Linked DNA regions of Rattus norvegicus: all the other regions are linked to region 2. Evidence: chromatin contacts called from public Hi-C and HiChIP or PLAC-seq data. All regions are on one chromosome and are shown on one strand. Each heading gives the region's core, a stretch centred on a gene start, on an enhancer-like site or on the middle of the called end of the contact. The rest is flanking DNA. Distances are from core to core; before and after follow the strand shown. Region 1 holds the start of Mecp2 (methyl CpG binding protein 2). Region 2 holds the start of Hcfc1 (host cell factor C1). Region 3 holds the start of Idh3g (isocitrate dehydrogenase (NAD(+)) 3 non-catalytic subunit gamma).

Evidence for each region. A called contact is a pair of places that touch in the nucleus more often than the background predicts. HiChIP or PLAC-seq counts read pairs in DNA pulled down with a chosen protein or histone mark.
Region 1: an H3K27ac HiChIP or PLAC-seq map of oligodendrocytes shows a contact between it and region 2, with 4 times the contacts expected there. The contact joins the promoter of Mecp2 here to the promoter of Hcfc1 in region 2. A contact is called at or near these places in 1 of 12 Hi-C or Micro-C datasets (frontal cortex) and 1 of 1 datasets of contacts at active chromatin or transcription factors (oligodendrocytes).
Region 3: a Hi-C map of liver shows a contact between it and region 2, with 5 times the contacts expected there. The contact joins the promoter of Idh3g here to the promoter of Hcfc1 in region 2. A contact is called at or near these places in 3 of 12 Hi-C or Micro-C datasets (kidney and liver) and 1 of 1 datasets of contacts at active chromatin or transcription factors (oligodendrocytes).

Annotation. Positions count from the first base shown.
Region 1 is chrX:156,994,392-156,997,345 of GRCr8, forward strand. It overlaps Mecp2 (methyl CpG binding protein 2), which reads right to left and starts at 1,511. Exons shown (of 4, transcript NM_022673.2): 1 at 1,393-1,511.
Region 2 is chrX:156,862,096-156,865,149 of GRCr8, forward strand. Hcfc1 (host cell factor C1) reads right to left here and starts at 1,718. Exons shown (of 26, transcript NM_001414734.1): 1 at 560-1,718. The coding sequence starts at 752.
Region 3 is chrX:156,673,881-156,676,929 of GRCr8, forward strand. Idh3g (isocitrate dehydrogenase (NAD(+)) 3 non-catalytic subunit gamma) reads right to left here and starts at 1,602. Exons shown (of 13, transcript NM_031551.1): 1 at 1,463-1,602. The coding sequence starts at 1,543. Ssr4 (signal sequence receptor subunit 4) reads left to right here and starts at 1,778. Exons shown (of 6, transcript NM_017199.1): 1 at 1,778-2,002. The coding sequence starts at 1,936.

The sequences.
Region 1 (2,954 bases), core at 261-2,760, 130 kb after region 2:
GTAATGATTCCAAACACTGAAGACGACATGCAAATGACTCAACAGAGCCCATTTGTGTTCCTGGAAAATTAACCAGGAGTACATATCTCCCTGACTATGAGTCAGGAATATCAATTTTATGGTGGAGCCCATTTTTGTTTTGATGAACCTTTACCGGAACATACAAAGAACTAGCACAGAGGTATTCCCTAGCAAGCTTTGCCCTGCGGGGGTCCATACTTAACAATGTCACACCAGGGTCTTTCTTGTGAAACCGAATCTTTTTAGACTCCACCACGATTGATTAAACCTTTAGTGCAAAACCTCAGAAACATTGCTACTGACACATAAAAGTCACCTGTGTTTTATTTTAAGTGATTCAGTCATAACCGAACTAAAAAGAGAATGAACTTTCAGAGATAATTGACAGAGGAGTCATAGCGATGTTTGGTACTGGAGATCCTGAGCACTCCAGGACCAAGAGAGCCCATTACATACAAAGTCCCATTCCACTTATGTAACTGGATGATCGCTGGCGAAGGGAGGGGAGGGAGGGTGGGAAGACGCTCATATTCCGAAGCCACAGTACAGCATCCCCAAAGAACCAGAGCACCCTGCGGGCATGGTCTCACGGAAGAGCTTCGAGTGCTGAGGAACGCACAGTCCCTAGCCCACGGTTCCTGATGAGAACTACAACCATCTCTTTATGATGAGTTGTGGGACCTAGGAACATAGTGTCTAGTCCTTTTTGTGGGTGGACACTAACCCCCAACTTGTTCCTGCCAAGTGGGGAATGGAGCTGATGGACTGACTCGCTTGCAGTGGGGGCAAAAAGTCATGGAATGGGAGAGGAGAAGGAGGGAGCAAAATCCAGAGATGGGGGTAAGAGCTCAGGAGCCCTTGTGGCGCACTCTCCCAACGGGAGATGGACTGCGCACGCGCGCCAGTATGTGGGGGGGGGGAGCGAGTAACGGGAGTGGGGGCGCGCGAGGGAGAGGGGACAGCGCGATCCAGGGAGAGGCCGGGACCGCGGGCGCGCGGCAGTGCCGCGGCCCAAAACCCCAAGAAGGGCAGGAGCGCGCACAGCCCCAACTGGCGAAACCCAGACGACAAGGGCGCTTGCAAAGGCTGGGGCCCAAGATGCGCACAGATGGGGCGGGCAGCGGGCAGCGGGAGGGCGTCATTCGAAGGTGGCTCGAGGGAGATCGCGCTGAGGACCGTCGCTCGCAATTGCGGGAGACAAGTGGAGAAAGCCACCACCGGCGACAGAGAGAGGGGGAGGGTAGAGAGGAGGGACGCCATCCGCCAGCCGTGTCGCCCGACCCCGCGGGCCCCTCCCGCGCCACGTCCCGCCCCTACCCCCCGCCCCCCCCAGCAAGGGTCCCCGCCCGCAGCCTTGGCGGTCCCACTCACAGTCTCTCCTCCTCGCCTCCTCCTCCTCCGCTCGGCGCGGCGGCGGCGGCGGCGGCGGCGGCGGCAGCGGCGGCGGCGGCGGCGGCAGCGGCGGCAGCGGCGGCGGCCATTTTCCGGACGGCTTTTACCACAGCCCTCTCTCCGAGAGGAGGGAGCGCGCGCGCAACCGATGCCGGGACCCCGCACGGCCGACGTCGCGCCCCGCCCTCCCGGCCAGCCTGGGCGCTGCTGCACCTGCGCGCCCGCGCCCTAACGGCAGCGCTTTGTCGAGTTTACCCTCTATTGGCTGTGGAGCTCAGGCTGGGGCGGGGCCTTAGCGGTGACACCCTCAATTGGCAGGAGTTCCTGTCTGTTTAGGCAGGGAAAAGGGGCGGACCCCATTCAGCTGCGGATTGGTGGAGGTCTACTGTCACTTCGAGAAAAGAGGCGGCTAGGGCACAGAGGGGCTGGTTTTGTGGGCAGCGTTTGAATGTTGAGGATTAACGGGGCCCTTGTGGACTCTGGCGCTTAAGGAAGTCTAGGCTCTTGTCGCCTATTAGAACCGCCCTGCCCTCTATCCGCAAGCGCATCGGGCACGCTGTGATAAGCATTTAACTGCACCAGCATTTTCTTAGTATCATTTTCTGTAGAAGCAGCAAAGTTGCCTGTTGAGGAGCCTGATGTTGTTCCAAGCCAAGGGACTTGTTTTAAAGGCTCTACCAATTGTATTATTCCACCTAATTAGCACTCTTAAGGCAGTAAAATCAACATATCAAACAAATCCTGGTCTTTGCAGACCTTTATAGTGGGCAGATGTCAGATGCCAAGCTAATAAGAGATTTGTCTGTCATTGTTGAATCAGAAGGTTTGATTGAAGTAAGTATAAAAGAGAGTGAGCCCAGAGGAAGCAGCCCTGCTTTGAAGACCTGAGATCCAGCAATCTGGATTTCAGAGTATGAGGGAAGGTTTAGGTAATAAGGTGTCAGGATTGTCAAAGCAACCTTACCCTTATACTAGTCAGCATTCGATGCTCCTTGTGCTAATCCTGTGCTCAATAGGAGACTTTTGGATTCAAATTTGGCTCCCCTCTCCATTCATTTAGTTGCTAGGCACTGTTTTAGTACTGAACAAGGAGACAGACTAGAATCCTGGTAAGAAAGAATCATACTAAACATACAAGTAAGTAGAATTTAAAATTTTTCATAAAGACTTTGAAATAGGGCAAGAGCGAAAGGAGTGCTATTTTGATAACCTCTAGCACTTGCCCATGTCATCCCCCAATATGGGTAACTGGGGAAAACATTCTAGGCAAGTTTAAACACTCTAAGGAAGGACTATGCATGTCTTGCCAAGGAGGCCAGTGTGACTGGAGAGAGACTTAGGTCACCAAAAGAACTGGGAGATTATTTTGAGATGAGAAGCCCTTGATACTTGAGTCACTAGCTGGCATCATAAAACCTATGTTGCCAGTGAAGAATGGAGAACAGGCCAGTCCAGAGGTCCTGACAACAGTTGGGGTGGGGAGAAGAAGAAGGGGGATGATGATGATAATGATGATGATGGCTTTAACTAGGGCAATAGCA
Region 2 (3,054 bases), core at 468-2,967:
CCATGTGTGCGTATGTGTTGGGGAGGGGGAAGCAGTACAGCCATCGTGCCATCCGTACTTGCCACGAGGATCACATTGGGCTGTTAAAAGTCTGCACCTTAAAGAGTGCTTCCCTCTTTGGGGGAGAGGGGTAGAGAACGGATCTGTGATCTAAATATTGTCTTTTCTCCGGAACAAGCATGGGCGCTGGGGATGAGGACTATCGCAGGAGGGGGGAGGATTCCGCCTGCGCCAAGAGAACACATCCGCTGCCGCGCCAGCCCCAGCCCACTGGGTAACGGTGTACGTCTGAAGTCACTGTCGCCCGCGACATCCCCTCCCCCTCACCAGTCGGAGTAGAAGGTTTCTCTAAGTACCAAAATGCAACCTTTAAACACAGAAGAGTACGGGGGTGTAAGAACGGGGGTTGAAAAATCAAGGAAAAGGCAGAGATGGCAATAAGAGCGAAGGTAGAAGAAAAACACACCAGGGGAGTGAGAGATAGGAGAAGATGGGGAAGAGAAGGGTTAGGAGAGAGATGGAGGGAAGGCTATGAGAAACCCAGGGCAGTAGCACTCACCAGTGTTGTACACGTGTAGTTCGTCCACTATCCCCTCATTGCCGCCGCCAAACACCACTATAAGCTCCTTGATAGCTACTGCACGGTGGCCGTGGCGGGGTCGCGGCACGGGACCCGACCAACCCACCACCCGTTTCCAGCGGGGCTGTAGAAGCACCGCTGGCAAGTTAGCGGGGGACACAGCCGAAGCCATAGTTCCGGTTAAGGATGCAGTGGGAAGAAGTCACTGAACGGGAGGGATACCCTTAATTCTTCACACACCCCCTTTCGTCTAAGGCAGCTCTCACGAAGAAGCGGCTCCTTACACAGCGGTGGACGACTCCATGGAGGCCGCCATCTTAACTATCCTCCTTCCTTTGGCTCTTTCCCCCCCCTTCTCACTCGGCTCGTATCCTTAAAAGCTTCTCAAAACTGCAGAGCACCTATTTCCGAGAAGCTGGAGGCCACCGAGCGCCGTCGCTCTAACTATTTGCCTGGGTGTTCCCGCTTAGAAGCTCGAGCAGGAGGCTCTGGGAGCCGCCATCTTGAGCCGCCTCTCTCTCCTCCCTTCCTCAGTCGTAGCCCTCCCCCGCCGGAAATGGCGGAGCCCCGGCCCGGTTCCCACACCCCCCGTCCCCAGCACTGGCTGGCTTCCGGGGCGGGTGGAAAAGAGCCACAAATGCCGCGGTTGTCTCAGCTCCGTCGGCAGTCAGACCACAATTGTGGAAGCCGCCATCTTGAGACCGTCCTGCTTCCCCACCCAGCACTTAAGACACCGACCGCAGAACCCCAACGTTCCTAAATAATAAAGGCGTGTCAGAAGCTGGCGAAACGGACTCGAACTCCCGGGTGTTGTTCGGGGTCCCGAGCCGTATGGCTCGTAAGGTTTAGCACCTCTCCCTTGAGTCCGCCTCTGAATTCAGGCTGCGCCGGCCGCCCTGGGAGCCGCCATCTTGAGACTAGCTTCTCCCCCCCCCCCTATTCTCTTCTTCCTGGACAGTTCTTCCACAGCAAACCAAACAAAAGGCAGCGTCCAATCCTCGCTTCCCTCCTTAAGACTCCTTCCCACAGGAGCCGCTCGAAAGAGCAGGAGTTAAGACCCGAAGTGACAATTGTACGGCAGGAGAAGCGGTAACGGCAGGGCGATCATGCCTCCTCCCTGGGAGCCGCCATCTTGTGTGAAGAAGTAACAACTAAACATGGCGGCTATCGGGCGAGGGGGCGGAGTCAGAAGACGTCACCGCTCCCCCGCCTTCGCATGTCTTAGCCTCTGCTCCCAAGCCTCTTAAAGGACCCAAGGCTCATAAGGAATTAAAAGCTTCTGTAAAAACCAGTGCGTTTTCTACTCGCAGGCGAGTTGGTGCCGCTGTGCAGTAGGCTAAAGACAGTAGAGTTCGGGTCAGGAGCGGTAGCGCCCCGCCCTGCCCCTCCCCCCCCCAGGGCTCCTCCACGCCTCCTCTCTGGGAGTCGCCATCTTGCCACTTCCCCACGCCCGGTCCTCTGCGGGCGTCAATAGCGACTTTTAGCACAAAACAAAGATGGCCGCGGCATCTGGGGATGCCCGGATGAAAATCTAACTCTTCTCCCCACTCACTCGCTTGGCCCCGCCCCCTGGGAACTGTCTCTCAGGTCGCTGATGGGACACAAACCCGAGAAATGGCCTTTAACTAGCAGTGGAGACATGGCTCATGGTAGTTAAGGGTGGCAAAAAAGGGACACTGCGATTGCACCCTTTGCTGGGAAGCAGCTGTTTTCCCGCCCTGAACACTCAGCGACGGTCAGAATCCGGCTACAGCAGGGAGCTGCAGGCGGGGCCAGAGCGGAAGGTGACGCCATGAGCTCACAGGGGCGGAGCTGCTGCCCGCTCCCAGGCCCGCCGGCAACACCCCGAGGAGTCGCCGCCTCCTCCCGCGCCTCCCGAACAACCGGGCCACGCGCTCCCAGTTGCAGCGCGCCAGACTACCCCCCACCCAGAGGCCCAGCGAGACTAACGGCGCCAGAGCGAGGCGAGCACGGGAGCAGTCTGTGCCACTCGCGTCACCCGCCCCGCCTTCTTCCCAGGGCTTCTCGCCCCGCCTTTGCGCAGGCGTACAGTATCTTTACGGGTCCGCCCTTTTTTGAGATTTGAATTTTCCCCAGCAAAGCCAGAGAAGTAAAAAACCCGGATGGTGAACGCTGGGCTTTTCGCGCCAATATTGTAAGCTCACACAACAACCTTGAAAAAGCGTTACGGTCTTCATTTCTACGTTCCAAGTCTCCCAGGAGGCTGCTTAGGCACAGCATTGTCATCGCTGTCATAGGCAGGTTGTAGCACAGGGGTCCTAAACTGATGTCTCAAAGCCTATACTAAAAGCAGATGATTTCTTCGCATTAACCTTTCTTTATTCCATCCTTATTTTAACTAACTTCTAGTGGCGTTTCCTGTAATTGCAAATGTAGGAAGCAGAACATGGAGTATCAGAAACACCTGTGACTTTGTGATTAAAGGACATGTACAGATCAGTATAGGTCCTATA
Region 3 (3,049 bases), core at 352-2,851, 190 kb before region 2:
TCAAGGCAAAGCCTTGCCTGGTTACCAATCACTTCACTGCCACCTAGTCCCATCCCAACAAAGGCACACAAACATTCAGAAGGAAAGTTCTTCATTAAGAGTTTACAGAAGCCTAGCTGCTGGAGCTATCAGGGCCTCTGGCAATCCTCTATATACTGCTCATCTTTCCTCAACAATGTGGAAGAAGCCATAGCACACATGTGTGGCAATCAGAAGATGATTTTGTGGGGTCCTTTATCTCCTTGCATTTTACAAGAATTCCAAGGATCAAACTTAGTATTCCAAGCTTGGACACAGGTGTCTTTACCCACTGAGCTACCTGGCTGAACCAGAAGTCCCTATTTTAAATAGAATTTCATATAGCATATGCAGCTCCCTTCCCCAGACAACAGAGGAGATAAAGGGTAAGCAGAAGAGGCTGCAGGCAAAAAACATGGCATTCTGGAAGGTCAGAGTCAGCAAATGCTTTGAGAACATGAAGTCCTCTCTCCTCACTGGAACCCAGAGGGAGAGGAGAACTGGCCTAATGCCATGTTCTGGGTCAGTGGAAGAGCAAGGCCTGGAGGTCATAACTCTTATTCTGCAAAGCTAGTTATTGGTTTTCTGGTGCTAAGCAGTGCTACCCAGGAGCTAAACTACCTAACCAAGACTCCAAAGAAAGGGCCAGAAAAGCAAAGCCCTAGAGCCTTCCAGTCTCAGAACCCTGGTTTACTCTTATTACAGGGGCTTGGGCCTGCTTGTTGGCCTTTTGGCTAGAATCAAATATCAAGGTGCTTGGTAGGCAGGAGATCTGGAGGGATCAAGAATTATTGATAGTCAGATGGTGGCAGTGCATGCCTTTAATTAATCCCAGCGCTTGGGAAGCAGAGACAGGAGGACTTCTGAGTTCAAGGACAGCCTGGTCTACAGTGTGAGTCCCAGGCTACACAGAGAAACCATGTGTCTGATGAGACAGAGACCGGGAGGTGGGGGTGGGGCACAGAGAGACAGACAGAGACAAAAGGGGGTGGGGTTATAAAGTGGATTTTCACCTCCACTAGGAAAAAGCAGTCCTAGAGAGGAAAAACCAAGGAGGAAATGACTCCGGAAACCAGACACAACCAGCCTACGTGATATATGCAAGATAGTCTAGGACACATGGCCTCTTCAAAAGGTCTTCCACAAGGACACTACGGAGTGAACACCTAGCTACTGTGGTCTACCTTCCTAACCCTTCTGGAGGAGCCCCTGTCACCAGTCACAGAGGAGCCAAACCAAAGTCAATTTCAGCCAACCTCCTCATTGACAGCAGAAGCGACCAATGAACCCCAGAGTGCAGCCCTCTCCCCGCCCCTCCTAAGGCTTGCACAGCCAATCGAATCCTGGATTTTCTCAAAGAGCGGTTACCCGACTCTAGGTCTCAATTGGGTGTTAAGTCTCTCTGTGAGCGCTGCAACTGTTCCACCCTCCATTCATCACTCACCTCCCAAGGACGGCAGAGGAGAGCTGGCTTGAATATTGCCTTTGCAGCACTGCCAGCAGCTATCGCCACCTTCAGCGCCATAACGAAAAGTGAGGACCTCTACAGGTCAAAACGTTAAGCACCGTTCTCGCGACACTTCGGCACGACGAGAAATCCGGGGTGCGGGGGGAGGGGTGAGAAAAAGCTAGCACTACGCACGCGCACGGTCACACCGGTTCCTACGTCCCCTTCCGGTGCCTGTAGCACTGTTGCCGCCATCTTGGGGAGGGGAAGGCTGAGAAGGAGGGAAGTGCGACCGGTTGGGACCCTGGCTAGGGAAACGGACACGTCAGTGCCGCCAGCGACGTCACCATGCCCGACCCAGCCCGCCGACGCACGATTGGGTGCTGAGGCCGCTTACGCGTCGCGCTTCCTCGTCTGCTCCGCATGTTCAGGGCGGCTTGCTCTCTTTTCCCCTCGGCAGAGAAGAGGCGATGGCGGCGATGGCATCTTTCGGCGCCCTGGCGCTACTCCTGCTGTCCGGCCTATCTTGCTGCTCAGGTAGCGGCCTGGCCGGAGCTTGTTTCGGGCGTACCCCTGCCCCTTGGCTGGTGGTGCTGGGGGAGGAAGGGTGTGCGCGAGGTGGGGATCTGGTCCTTCCCTGGGCTCGTCGCTACCGGTGTTATCTTTCCCCGATGGGTGTCGTGTCTTGGCGACCGAAGCACCACAAACACGTTTACCTGGCAGCCAGGTTGCTGGAAGAAACTTCCTTGTCTATTTTTGGGAGAGCCCCAAAGTAGCACCATGTTCCGACCACCAGCTCCAGCAGGGAAGGTGCTATGTCCCTGGTTCCTGTGTATGTCAGAAGGTAGTCGCATAAGAGCAGCGCTGGCAGCGAGGAACCAATGCTGCATAGGCCAGGCTTCCCCAAGACAGAAAGCTAAGAGAGGGAACAAGAACACTCCAGGCAGATCAGAGTAAGGGCACGGAGGCAAGTTAGATAGGGAGCCAGGGAAGTGACCAAGGACTTTTAGTGTCCAGAGCCTCGACTTTTCATGAGACTCTGGTATATCCATCCATCCCAACGTTCTTAGCAGAATTGAACTGTGCACAGACCCATTGATACTTGTGAGCCATTTGTAACATCTGGTGGTAGGGTTGAGCTCAATCTGGAGTCTGCCGGGTATGTGTTTTGAAAGTTGTTAGTCCCTCAGACCTGAGAACCTGAACTAAGGAGGATTTGGTTTCTTTACATACTGGTAGATTCTGGCCATCCCTCCTACTCACCCTTCAGAGAATTCTCCAGTCTGTTGCTAACAGTGTCTTAAAAAGTCAAACCTGACTGTAAAACCTATTAGGGGCTCTATAGTGTCCACAGGGAAAGGCATGTCTTAGCAGATCACAGAAGTGTTGGTGGAATATGGCCTTTGAAAACCATTCGTGGCATTTTCCTCTTGCTATTCATGCCAGTACAAGGTCTTCTCCAGCTTAATTGGCCATTCTTTCAAAACACCACATTTGGAGAATAATAGGATGTAAACTTTCCTTCAGAGGTGTTTAGCTTACAGGGACAGGTTTGGTGTTTGGGTCCAGAGTGTACTTCTGTCA